3 separate regions of the Mus musculus genome follow, and regions 2 and 3 are each linked to region 1. Evidence: chromatin contacts called from public Hi-C and promoter capture Hi-C data. All regions are on one chromosome and are shown on one strand. Each heading gives the region's core, a stretch centred on a gene start, on an enhancer-like site or on the middle of the called end of the contact. The rest is flanking DNA. Distances are from core to core; before and after follow the strand shown.

What was found. Hi-C and Micro-C count contacts between places; a contact is called where the count stands out from the background. Capture Hi-C pulls out chosen DNA fragments and counts their contacts.
Region 2: a promoter capture Hi-C map of adipose tissue shows a contact between it and region 1, with 2.9 times the contacts expected there. The contact joins the promoter of Mapk1ip1 here to the promoter of Pgghg in region 1.
Region 3: a Hi-C map of B cells shows a contact between it and region 1, with 5 read pairs. The contact joins the promoter of Tssc4 here to the promoter of Pgghg in region 1. A contact is called at or near these places in 1 of 39 promoter capture datasets (the C10 cell line) and 1 of 484 Hi-C or Micro-C datasets (B cells).

The regions. Positions count from the first base shown.
Region 1 is chr7:140,939,663-140,943,798 of GRCm38.p6, forward strand. It overlaps Pgghg (protein glucosylgalactosylhydroxylysine glucosidase), which reads left to right and starts at 1,729. Exons shown (of 14, transcript NM_145387.5): 1 at 1,729-1,981; 2 at 2,623-2,903; 3 at 3,324-3,534; 4 at 3,615-4,050. The coding sequence starts at 2,648.
Region 2 is chr7:138,843,644-138,847,937 of GRCm38.p6, forward strand. Mapk1ip1 (mitogen-activated protein kinase 1 interacting protein 1) reads right to left here and starts at 2,624. Exons shown (of 2, transcript NM_001045483.1): 1 at 2,314-2,624. It overlaps Ppp2r2d (protein phosphatase 2, regulatory subunit B, delta), which reads left to right and starts at 2,743. Exons shown (of 9, transcript NM_026391.2): 1 at 2,743-2,872; 2 at 2,969-3,061. The coding sequence starts at 2,866.
Region 3 is chr7:143,066,247-143,070,878 of GRCm38.p6, forward strand. It overlaps Tssc4 (tumor-suppressing subchromosomal transferable fragment 4), which reads left to right and starts at 3,122. Exons shown (of 3, transcript NM_020285.2): 1 at 3,122-3,267; 2 at 3,509-3,604; 3 at 3,690-4,632. The coding sequence starts at 3,711. Cd81 (CD81 antigen) reads left to right here. Exons shown (of 8, transcript NM_133655.2): 5 at 2-106; 6 at 415-516; 7 at 901-987; 8 at 1,066-1,684. The coding sequence ends at 1,128.

The sequences.
Region 1 (4,136 bases), core at 479-2,978:
GAGGGGGCAGTGGGCGCAGAGAGGGACAGAAAGGAGAGAGGGAGCGGGAGCCGAGGGGGAGGGGGAGGAGAGGGGAGAGGGGGAGAGCGAGGGAGAGCAAGAGAGCAGTCCATCACCTAGCAGCGCTGGCCTTTGCTAGGTCCCTGGGAGGAGCCTAGTGGAAGCCAGCTAGCTAGGGAAAGCTCATGGGGCCCCTCCCCTAGATGAAGAGCTACAATCAATTAACTATTGCAGAAGGAGGGAGAATTAGTCTTCCCCGGGGATGAGCCTCTTTTAGACCTGGGGAAGGAGGAGGGGTGGTAGGGATGGAAACAAACAATTCCTGAGTGTCTGATTAAAGCAAGCTGTATTTACAACTGGCCAGCTGGCTGTCTCTCCTAAAGTCAGGATTTCAGAGAGCAGCCCCTCACTGGCTTTTGAGGTTCCTTTTATGGAGAAAGGTTAGGGCTGATAGAAAACAGATGTCGCGATAATTGGCTGTTAGAAAGGAGGCAATAAAAATAAGTGCAAGAAAACATCACGTGGAAAGGGAGTCATCAAGGTATCTAGGAAGACATTTTCATAAGGCAAAAGGATAGTCGTATCACAGGTTCGGGAGTTTAGCAAGGCAAAGGGGTAGGCACACATGATGGAGTCACAAGTTCAGCACAGGTTGGAAAGCAAGGTTTGCAGGATGCATCAGGCTTAAGAAACAGAAACGGATTCTTGTAGGAGACTTAATAACAATGTGTAACAATGTGGCTCTTTAACATCAACCTGGCACCTGTTCTGGTTTACACCTCCTATTGGTGTTCCAGTACCAAGTGGTCAGCCCCATAAACATATACTCAAATGCAACCCCATAAACATATACTCAAATGCAACACTGAACAGACTCACAGGTGGTGTTTATCTATTTATTCCTTATATGTATATGTAACAACAATGGTTTAAAAAGAGTCCCAGGGGTTGGAGAGATGGCTCAGTGGTTAAGAGCACTGGCTGTTCTTCTGAAGGTCCTGAGTTCAAATCCCAGCAACCACATGGTGGCTTACAATCATCTGCAATAAGTTCTGATGCCCTCTTCTAACATGGAAGTGGACGTGCAGATAGAGCACTCATTTACATAAAAAGCACACATTTAAAAAAAAGAAGAAGAAAAGAAAAAAGAAACTCTTCCAAAAAAAGAGGTCCTGTGCCTGGCAGTGGTGGCGCACTCCTTTAATCCCAGCACTTGGGAGGTAGAGGCAGGTGAATTTCTGAGTTTGAGGACAGCCTGGTCTACAGAGTGAGTTCCAGGACAGCCAGGGCTACACAGAGAAACCCTGTCTGGAACCCCCCCCCCCAAAAAAAGAGGTCCTGTGAATGTGGGTGGGACATACATGGGAGGAGTAGGAGGAAATGGTGTAATTATATTTTAATTAAATCAAAATAAATAAATACTGCTCAGTGTAGTGTGCACGTCTTTAACCCTAACACTGAAGAGGCAGAAGTAGGTTGGAGCTCTGTGAGTTTGAGGACAGCTGGGTTTGCATACCAAGAGTCAGGCCAACCACTCAAAAATAGGATAAAACATAAAAATGAAATAATTTCCCTAAATAGGAAAGGTCCCGTGAGCTAAGGGGAAAGTCTGAAAAGCATTCGGCTGTGGAACTTTTACACAGCACCCACTTCTTTCAGGTTTGCATGAGGTAGGCTTTTCTTACAAGCATCCTGTTCCTTAAATAGCCAGGGTCCTTTCTAGTCACTAAACGTCACTGTAGAGTGGTATCTCAGGTCTGTCCCAGCCTTGCATACATCTTAGAGCCAAAGCTCAACTAACCCCTAGTCCTATTGCGTGGTCTCTTCCCCAAAACCATGACAGTTTCCCAGGTCCCGCCTAAACTCAGACCCGCCCACCTGCCACGCGGCAGGGCCGCTTCTTCTTCCTACCGCCAGGGGCAGCTCGCACCCACAGAGCCTTCTTACACCCGGATCCCCGCACTGAGTGGAGAGGGCAGCGGTGAGTTACAAAAACAGCCCACACTCTTCTCCAGCCCGCCCTCACCCTCTTTCACTGAGTACTCTGAACTCTTTTTCGTCCCTTTATTCCCTAGTCTCTCTTCCCGACAACTCGCGATCGATCCCCCTCTCCGCACCCCACCCCTACACGGGCTTCCTCTTTCCATTTCCTGGGCAAGTCCCGCTACTCCCCAGTTGCGGCCCCACCCCACCCCATCGTCGTCATCCACCCCATCCGGTCCCTCCTCCCCAATCCCAACGCCTCTCCTTGCTGTCCCTCTCCAAATCTCCGGGTTCCTCTTCCTCCACCGTCCGGCCTCACCCTCCCTGAGGATTTAGGGCCCGCGAAGAACTCCCTGATTCCTACCTCAGCAGTTCTTACTTAAGGAAGCTGGCTCAGGAGCTCACAAGAGGGAGGTCGGCGGTGGGTGCTGAGAGAACTTGTTTACAGATTCACTTGGGCTCCTGGCAGTCTTCTTAATTTAAGAATGTTCTTGGCGCCCGCAACCCTTACTTAGGGTAGCTACGCAGCTAGCCCCCGACTCCCCTCACCGCCTGTGGGGATTGGCCAAGTTTGAGGGTTTACTGTGAGTGTGCGTGTGGAGGAAAGTCCAGCTAGTCACTGTTAACTGTCTCCTCCAGGCCGTCTGGGCTGAGGCAGCTTTCCATGGACGGCTCTGAAGATGACCCGACCATATTCAGTGCCCGTTGTCTGCCCAGTGACCCCAGGCTCTGGGCCACTGTAACGAACTCATACCTAGGTACACGTGTGTATCATGACACCATCCATATAAACGGTGTGTACAATGGAGCTGTCGGGGACACTCACCGGGCCAGTCTGCCCAGCCCCCTCAATGTCCAGCTGGAGGCCCCTGCAGGGACAGAACAGCTGACAGAGACCTTTACCCTGGACACCAACACAGGTTAGCTGTCACCAACCCGTGCCAACCTATTGCTCCTCACTTGTCCATGAAGCTGGGAAAGGGGCCACAACCACCAATGTGTGCCTCAGGCCTGTAACCTTGGCACTGGTACTGGGAAGGTTGAGGCGGGAAGACGGAGAGTTGGAGCTCAGCCTCCAGTACACATCAAGATGCATCACAAAAATATGTAAACACATAGCCTTTAATTTAAGGAAGAAGAAGAAGAAAAAAAAAAACATGAAAAAGCCGCCTCCCAAAATGAGGCCTGTGTGGTTGCTCTTGCTTTCTTTTCATCTGGGTGGGCCCACTACACAGTGGGGAGAGGCAGCCTGAGGTCTGAAGGACCCCACTCCCAGCCCAGGAAGGTAATGGTGCTCTGTGGTACTGAGAGTGTGTCTGCCTTTCCCCAACCCTCCCTAGGTTCCTTCCTCCACACCCTGGAAGGCCCCAGCTTCCGGGCTTCCCAGCGGATCTATGCTCACCGTGTGTTACCCCATGTCCTGGTCTTCAGTGTGTCCATTGCACGCTTGACCACAGGGAACAAACCCATCACAGTGCCGTTACGGGCAGACTTCTCCCCCGAAAGCCCAGACCTGGACCTGCGTGTGGGGCCTGACTTCCAGGGACTCCGGTAAGAATCACACTGGGTAAATCTAGGTAGCCCAGAGAGCAGAGCGAGCCCTTTCTTAAGACTCAGCTATGCCCTTGCAGGTACCTGCATGGCCACGTACTTAACCCTGAGCAGCCTGGAGAGCCACAGCAGGAAGTGCATATGCTATGGATGCCTGTCCCCCCAGCCTTGACCCTTGGGGAAGAGGAGAAGGACAGGACCTGGGAGTTTCTGACTGTTGTGGGTAGCAGCCAGGCTGAAGCCCAGGACTGCTTTGCTGAGGCCCTACAGCTGCAGACCAGGGGTGTTCTGTATACAATCCATGCAGACTCCTGGGGCCGGCTCTGGGCAGGCTGTGGCCTGGATGTGGCTGGGCCCCTGGCCCTGCGCCAGGCCCTTCGTGGCTCTCTCTACTACCTGTTCAGTGAGCTTCCCCAGCCTGGCACTCAAGGATTCATCAGCCATGGGCTTAGCCCCGGAGGACTCTCCAATGGGAGTAAGGAGGAATGCTACTGGGGCCATATCTTCTGGGATCAGGTACATCCTACCCTGCACTGGTTACACAGGGGGAGTTGCATGCAAAGATTCCGGGCATTGCCTTTGCACTACCTGAGATCAAGACC
Region 2 (4,294 bases), core at 1,374-3,873, 2.1 Mb before region 1:
CTAAGTTCTCATGCACTCCCTCCTATCAGCCCGCTTACATAGTAGACAGAGATGGCTCAGAGATGGCCTGCTCCTGATGGACTCTGAGCTCCTGTACACAAAGACTAGGTCGGTCTCACTCAACAGACACACAATATTTGTTTCATTAGTTACTAACAGTTGCTATGGAGACCTTAAGATCACAGAAGGCAGGGGCTGGAGCAGAGTGGCTTAAGGTCTCTAAGGAATGACCCACAAGGGTTCTCGGTCTAAGGACAGAACCACATCCTTAGAGAGGAGGACAAACAGACAAGAGAGGAAAAGTGGATAGAGTGGAGGTGGAGAACAAGGCAGGTACCCACCCCATTCCACATTAGAGTAAGCAATCGAAAACGATGGGGCTCGAGATGGCTCAGTGCATGAGAGCACTTGCTTCTCCTCCAGAGGGCCCTAGTTTGGTTCCGAGCACCTATGTCCCGCAGCTCCCTACTGCCTATAACGCCAATGCTACAGGATCCAACACCCTCTTCTGGCCTGGGCATAGATGTGCATATATTTTAAAAAGTTAAATTTGGCCTATGCTGGCTCATTTCATGTCAACTTGACAGGGTGGGGTCATCTGAGAGGAGGGTACCTCAATGGAGAAAATGCCTCCCTCAGATCTACCTGAGGGCAAACCTGTTATTTTCTTAATTGGTAATTGATGGGGAGGAGTCCAGCCTATTATGGGTGGAGCCACCTCTGTCCCGGTGGTTCTGGGATCTGTAAGAAAGCAGGATGAGCAAGCCATGAGGAGCCAGCCAGTAAGCAGCACACTTCCATGACCTGCATCAGCTCCTGCTTCCAGGATCCTGCCATGATGTCCTTCAGTGATGGACTATAATGTGGAAGTGTAAGCCAAATATACTGCCTGCCACTAATTATTAAGGCAGCTACTTACAGTTCTGTCCATTCGGTCTGTCATTCTTCATTAAGAAGCACCCCAGTACACACAGACACACATGTGACAGTGCTGTCTAGCTACATAACTTAAACATGCAGCTACAATTAGGCAGATAGGAATATCGAGATCACTTGGCATTACTTGAGATACCCATGCCTACATGGAGTCTGGATAAACTTAAGTTAAACCCCAGTTCTGCAAGCAGTCTCAGAATGCTTCTTCCCAGGCTTGGAATTCCGTCCTCAGGCTCCTCCCAAAACGTCCTCCCAGAACTATACATATGCTCTTAACTCTCCTGATGCTCTGGAGTGTCATCTGGGTGACATTCCTATATCCTCACTACTCCATGTCTCTTATTCTTCTCCATTACTCTCATACACCCAGACACATGCAGCTCATTTTATCCTCCTACTTAACTCAGAGACAGTTCTTTCAGAAACAACCCTGAGTGCTGCTACTGATGGAAGGCCCTATTTCTTCATGACTTTCTCCAGCTCTTGGCCATAGCCAGCCCTCTCATCAGAGTTCACCCCCTGAAAACAGCTTCCTGCTCTGTCCCGGACCACCTTGCCTCCACTGCTATGACTAGCCTTCCTTGGCCACTTCTGTTCTCCCCACAGCTTCTTGCTGCCCTTTAAACACATTAGCAAGCTTAGGTGTGCTCCGTGCTTGTAAACCCAGCGCCAACGAGGTGGAACCAGACGTATTTCAATTTAGAGACCAGCCTCATGTTACATGGCAAGACCCTAATCAAAGTGTGTGTGTGCAATTGAATTAAAAATAAAACATCGGAAAGAAAAGGTCAGGGTGGCCCAGCCTGTGCACTAGCTGTTCTCATTTCTAGCAGCCGCCCAAGACGTCAGCCTGAGATTCTTTCTTATCTCCTCTAATTGCTCTCCTAAAGATACCAACTGCTCCAATCTCCTTCCCCTGCTTCTGTGTTGTATTTAACTCTAGTCCACTTAACTTTCCCCAGGTTTTTCTTATTGTCTCTTCTCCGCTGAAGAGTAAACTCCACCAGGACAGACACATCACCTCTACACAAGCAGCATCCCAGCCAAGACTGAGAATAGAAAAAGCACTTGCTAAAAGGCAAAACATTTTTGAAGTGGAGAATGCTCTGGTTTGGAACAACTGCCCTCTAGTGGTGCAGTACGCTCACTGCCAACTTCATAGTGATTTCGGATAAGTCAAGCCCACGAACAAATAATTCCTCTTCATGCTAGAAAAACACACCCACAAATAAAGCAAATGTCGAGAACGGTTCCCTAGGGGCTATACTGAGAGCTCAAAGAATCCCTGAAGTAGCACTCTGATGAGATCAGTGCTCAGAAGCTACGATCAAAGATTCTGGGGGCAAGAGAGCCTGGATGATGGGCAAAATTACGCACGCAGGTGCTGGGTTCCAGGTGCTCCGGGGATCAGAGGCCCCGCCTGCCCACGGCCGAGCGCTCTCTATTGGCAGATCCACGGAGGTTCCGCGTTCCCGTTGGCTCAGCTGTAGGAAAGGCCCAGGCCTTCGAGCATCCAGTCCAGCCGGCCGCAGAAGAAAGTCTGAGGCCTTAAGAACGTAGAGGGCGTCGCGTCCTAGCCTTGACACGACTCGAGAAGGCCGCCTCTATCTGCCAGCGGACTAGTCCAAGACACTCCTCTCCTTGGACCGCAGCGGCTACGTAGGTCCAACCTCAAGACAGCTCGCGCAGACGCAGTCGGCGCACGGTGCGCCCCCGGCAGCCCCCGCGGCACTGACCGTCGGAGGAGGCGGAGGGGGATGACGTCATCCGGCGGGGCGACGGGCATTGGGCGCCATTTTGAAAAGGGGAAAAAATTCCCTCCCCGGCGGCGGCGACGGTGGCGGCAGCGGCGGCGGCGGTGGCGGCCGGGGCTGAGCGCTCGGAGCGCCTCGGTCGGCCGCGCTCGGCTGGGCGCGTCCCGCCCGCGCCATGGCAGGTGAGGGCCGTGCGCGAGCGAGCGAGCGGGGCGGGCGGGCGGACTGGACGGTGGTGGGGCGGGGCGGGGCCGGCCTGACGGCGCGCTCTGTTGCAGGAGCTGGAGGCGGCGGCTGCCCGGCGGGCGGCAACGACTTCCAGTGGTGCTTCTCGCAGGTGAAGGGCGCTGTCGACGAGGACGTGGCGGAAGGTGAGGCCCGACCGACACCCCACCCCAACCCCCGAGCCCCGCAAGGTCATGCTCGCTCAGCCGCCGGTCCGGACGCGGCCGCCTTTGCCCGCCTGACCGGCGTTGTCCCGGGAGACCCTCGGCCGGCCAGCGGCTGAAGAGAGGGAGGGGTGTCCGTAGGGAGACGGCTGCGGACGCGGGGCTGGGGAGAGACTGCGGCTGAGTCCCGCTTCGGGGATCTGTTGGGGAGACGGCGGTGGACGCTAGCCTTGGGAGGCTATGGGGATGATGGCCATGACGCCGGCCTCAGGGGTCGGTGGGCACAGATGGCCATGGAGGCCAGCCTCGGGAGGCTATGGGGAGACGACCGTGGACGCCGGCCTCGAGGGTCTGTAAGAAGGTAAGGCCGGGGCAGAGGTATCGAGCCATGTAAGGAAGATGCGGCCACAGGTCTTTGGAGTCTGGGGTGTATAACGATCTTAAATGCATGTCTCACTAGCGTCTGTACGGAGTGAAGAAAAAGGACTGTAGACACTAGGCAGCGACCCCGGGATTCCGCTAGGAGTTGGTACCACGGGGTGAGGTGAGGTCCATTTTTGTGAAAGGAGAGAGATAGGGGGGCATGGCAGTTGATCTTGAGGCCCTGTGGGGTAAATCAGGTCCCAGACACTAATGTGGGAGCCCATGCAATATAAAGGGTCTTTCATCTATCTCCCTGGCACCCGTATAAGGTGGAAGGAGAACCATGCAGGGTTATCAGTCTCCGGGGGCCCATGCTGGACTGGACTCAGGACGGGATGGAGCACCGAGTGCTCTGGATACCCTGTTTGTGGTCGTAGGTGTGCTAGTCTGTCCAGTCCAATCTCTGGCCAGGTAGACGTCGGTCAGCCCTGGATCTCCACCTCTTGTTGTTGAGCAAGAGGAACTTATTTGTCATGGGGTCTCCTGAAGCGCTACAGTAGTGGCGGTTTTCTTTTTTTAACTGAGTAGTGTTTTCTCTTCCCACACTGCTCTTTAAAGTCACTTCTCCAGACTTTGTTTTTTGATGTTGTCCCATCCAGCCAAGTCCTGGGATTTCAAACACACACTGTGTGTGTGTGTGTGTGTGTGTGTGTGTGTGTGTGTGTGTGTGTGTGTGTGGTGAGCATAGGCCTGCCTGTTCGTGCTCCTGCACGTGTGGAGGTTAGAGGACAACTTAGCAGAGTTGGTTCTTTTTACCACGTGAGTCCCAGGGATGGCCATCAGGCTTGACAG
Region 3 (4,632 bases), core at 1,872-4,371, 2.1 Mb after region 1:
GATCGCCAAGGATGTGAAGCAGTTCTATGACCAGGCCCTTCAGCAAGCTGTGATGGATGATGATGCCAACAATGCCAAGGCTGTGGTGAAGACTTTCCATGAGACGGTATAGCTAGGCTCAAGCAGGAGGGGAGGCTGTGGGGTTCCTAGTGTGTGAGGGCATGGGTCTCCTTTCTTTCCAACACAACAGGGCCTAGGAAAGGGTCTCCTCTATGATTTGTGGGTCCTCAGGTAGGAATCTAATGGGCCTCATTTTCCCAGGGGTTTGAAGGAACAGGGCTCCTGTGCAGGGTGACAAACAGGGCAGAAGGACAACTCCCAAGTGTATTTTGGGGTGACGGTGTGCTGTGTGCCTGATCTTTCCCTTGTCTCCTGAAGCTCCAAAGCTGACAGTGTTGTTCTTGGTCCCTGCAGCTCAACTGTTGTGGCTCCAACGCACTGACCACACTGACTACCACCATACTGAGGAACAGCCTGTGTCCCTCAGGCGGCAACATACTCACCCCCTTACTGCAGGTAGCATGGAGTGGGGATGAGGTGGTGGTGGTGGTCGGTAGGGTGGTGTGGCCAATCAGGAAGATCAGCACTTTGAGCAAGACCTCAGAAGTCCCATAGACCATCTCTATTACTGGGGTACCGGGTCCTCACAGCTTGAGTTAACCCCTGCAACATCCCAGAAAACTGTTCTCTTGAGTGGTCCCTCATACCCTGGTGACCCTAGGGTGCTAGTGAGGTAAAAAAACACTCCCCTGTGACAAAAGGCTGCAGGCAGCAGGTCCGTGTGTCTTAAATTTGTTTTGGGGTGGAAGATAAGCTGTGATACATAGGTCCTGTCACTGAGTAGGGTGGTGGCTGTGACTTAGCCACTGATGGTTAACCACGCTCTTGCCATCCCTGCAGCAAGATTGTCATCAGAAAATCGATGAGCTCTTCTCTGGGAAGCTGTACCTCATTGGAATTGCAGCCATTGTGGTAGCTGTCATTATGGTAAGCACAGGGTCTCTGGTGGGTGGGTGGGATCCTTCCCAGGGCCTTAGGTGCTGACTATGCCCCTCCCTCCTGCAGATCTTTGAGATGATTCTGAGCATGGTGCTGTGCTGTGGCATCCGGAACAGCTCCGTGTACTGAGGCCCTTTGCATTGCACCAGAGGATCCCTGGAGTGACCAGAGGCCACCTTGGGGGACATGGCCTGTGTATATAATATTTCTGTATCACTCTGCTACACTTAGTCTTTTTACTTTTGAGTTTTTTGTTTTGTTTTGTTTTGTTTTTGTTTTAGTTTTTTTTTTTGTCCTGAACTTTTCCTGTTACCTTTTGGGAGCTGACATCACACATGGGTGGCATATGTGGGATGTAGGGGTGGAGCTGGCCCTGGCTTGCAGGGCCCTGTACGTCTGGGACCCCTGGAGAGTTCTGCCTGCTGAGCCAAACCTCCTCTACAGCTACTTGCCCAGAGGCTTTGTAGCCTAGCTAGAGGGCCATGCCCACCCACTCAACCCACTGTGGGTCACATTGCTCACATCTTTTTAATCTTTGTTCCTTTCCTGCCTCCATTTCAAGAGCTGGGTTTGTAAGCCCTCTTATGCCTTCAATGCACTTATTCTTTCTAACGTGTCACCTTCAACTGTAATTAAATCTTGAAACAGTCATTTAATAAAGGAGGAAAAAAATCAGGCATGCTAATGGGACTGCCAGACCTCTTCCTGTGCTAGCGGTGTCAGAGACCTGGCTCATCAGCTCTGAACTTTGCCAGGCACAGGGTGAGCAGGTCCAATAGAGGCTGTGGAACACAGTGGGTGGGGAGGGCTGGGACCCTGGGAGCACTCCATATGGGTCCTCCCTCATTTGTACCTCCTTATACTGGGAGCTCAATGCTGACTTTACGCCAGCCTTGACCTCATTTCCACTCATCTGTTGGACATGACAGGTCAGGCTGAGTCGGGTAGGAGGAGCCACCTAAGCAGGGAAATTCAGCACAGAATGATGGAGATAAGCTGCAAGAACACCCTCCTTTTCAGGGACAAGACAGTAAAGGTTAGCCCATTACCCCATCCATCTCAAGAAAAGATTCCACGGAGCTGGGTGGCTCTGGCTTGTGTCTCAATAAGTAAAAGGCAAGATGGCAGTTCACTTACCCCTGTGAACTGAGGATCAGGCTAAGCAACCTCCCGGACGCCAGGGGCAACCACCACTGTCTCTTTCCCTTTGTCTCCTGTCTGCGCCCCTCCCCCAGGCTGCTGGCATAGTTAATTGGCCACTAGAGGAGAGACGCCCTAGCCAAGATTCATGGCCCAGCTTCTAGCAGCCTCCCAGTAGGCTTATTTGTCGGTGAACCCCAAGCTTGTACTAGGACATTCTAGGTCTCCGCCACCTCTACCTCCCACGCCTATGCAACCTGTTCCGTGCTTGGTTGGTTTCTGGTCTGAGGAGCCCTTTATATCCTATGTTATGAGGTCCATGGGCACCAGGCCAAAGCTGTTGGAGGCCTGCTGCACAGCTTCAGAAACATAGGAAAGGAGAGGCGCATGCAGCAGCCCCATGGTGTCTCAGACTCTGATCCCTAAGGATACAAGAAAACAGCCCCACGCCTGGAGGAGGATTATGTGTGGCCTTGACTAGTAGGGGCGGCGTCCTGCAACTAAAGTGTCCGTTCCTGCGTCAGGAAGCACAGACAGGCAGAGCCCAGGATAGCGGCTTCGAATCTCTGAAGCCCCAACCAACCCACCCCAGGGACCACTACGTCTCTTCATGCCAAGAGCCAACCAGGACCTTGGCCCCGCCTCACTCCAGAAAGCCAACAAAGCACAAGACCCACACCACTTCCGCCCAGGGCCGGAAATGTCTAGGAAACTGGTTGGCGCTCACAGTGCGTGGTGACGCACTTCCTCCTTGTGTCGGACCCGGCCGGGACGGCTTCCGACAGGCGAAGCTGCAGGCCTCAACCCTTTGCGATTGGCAGTTAGCCCTGGAGTATTGTGGGAACCGTGGCTCCGCCTTTTCCTTTTTCGTCATTTCTGGGTGGGTTTCCGTGTGCGCTCCGGGTTGGCACGCTTGTTAAGGTTACAAGTCCCGGCTGACATTAGGCGGGAACCCATTGCCTTCTGGGAGTTGTAGTTTCTCGGGCGCTGAAGCCACGAAAATCTGATCGCCCGAGACTCGGTTTCCCAGGAACCCGAGCGAGACTGGACAGGACCGAATCCCGGGGAACTGGCGGGACGCTGCGAGAAAGGCGGCAGGGTATTGAGGCGTGTACGGACGCTGGAACGGTGAGCACTGGCCTCCCTAAGGCCGCGGCCAGGGCATTCCCGTGCCTGTTTCTGCCAGCCCTTCGTCCGGACCCGGGTGGCGCTTGTACCTAGAGAGGCTGCGCTTTACTGAGAGCCCGTGATGGGACAAGCAGCTGATGGAGATCTCCTGTCACCAGCATCTCCCAGTGCTCATCTATTGTATGTCCACACTGTTATGATCTCATGGTTGACTCTCTCCTTAACCCCACCTAACCTGCAGCTCCTGTATCTGTGCGCGCTAGGATACCCTTTAACCACCCAGCTTCGCGAGGCCTCCCGTCCGGCTGTGAGTAGAGGCACTTGACACATAGTGGAGGTGAAAGACGGGAGCCTGGGAGGACGGGGAGGGATGAGGCCTTAAATACACCCCTCACGGCGGAACTGGGACTGCTTCGCTACAGGTGGGACGGGTGTCAGGTCGTATGGCGGAGACAGAGGCTGGCCTGGAGGCTGATGAACCCACCGAGGATGACACCCTGCCTTCTGACACCGTCTCCCTCAGCGACTCGGACTCGGACCTTAGCTTACCTAGTGGTGTGGAGGTCCAAGTGTTGTCCCCAGAGAGGCTTTCGGAGGAGGGCCAGGAGGACTCCGGCCCTGAGGACCCTCCATCGCCCCCCACGGGCACCCTCACCACTGCAGTGCAGCCATTCCACCTCCGAGGCATGAGTTCTACCTTCTCCCAGCGCAGCCACAGCATCTTTGATTGTCTGGAGAGTGCAGCCCGGCAGGCACCGTGCTCTGCTCCCCAAACCAGTGTGAGTGACAATGGCAGCTTCAGGCGGCCCGTGACTCCCCCAAGTCAGACTCCAGCAAGGGGCCTGAGCAGAGTGCATGGGAACACTGGCCCGACTAGGGTACTCCCAGTCCCTGACTATGTGTCACACCCTGAGCGTTGGACCAAATACAGTCTGGAGGATGTGTCTGAAGCCAGTGAGCAGAGCAATCGTGATGCTGCCCTGGCCTTCCTGAGCTCTCGAAGCCAGGTGTCCCACACAGACTATGTGCCTTCTTTCAACCAGGACCCCTCTAGCTGTGGGGAGGGAAGAGTGGTCTTCACCAAACCAGTGAGGGACAGTGAGGCTAGGGCTGAGAGGAAGAGGGTCCTAAAGAAGGGGGTTGGGTCAGGTGCGGGGGGTGAGGCCGCTGTGGAGCTAGCCCATCTCGCTGGACCTGAGGCTGAGGAATGGAGTGGCCACCAGGGACAGCCAGAGGTGGTGGTACCTTCAGAAGCTGCCCATCCTGAGTCCTCATCAGGCCCCATAGGTGTGAAGGCTGTTGGTTTCCATGGCAGCAAGAAGCGGAGCAGAGACCACTTCCGGAACAGGGACGGTAACCCTGGGG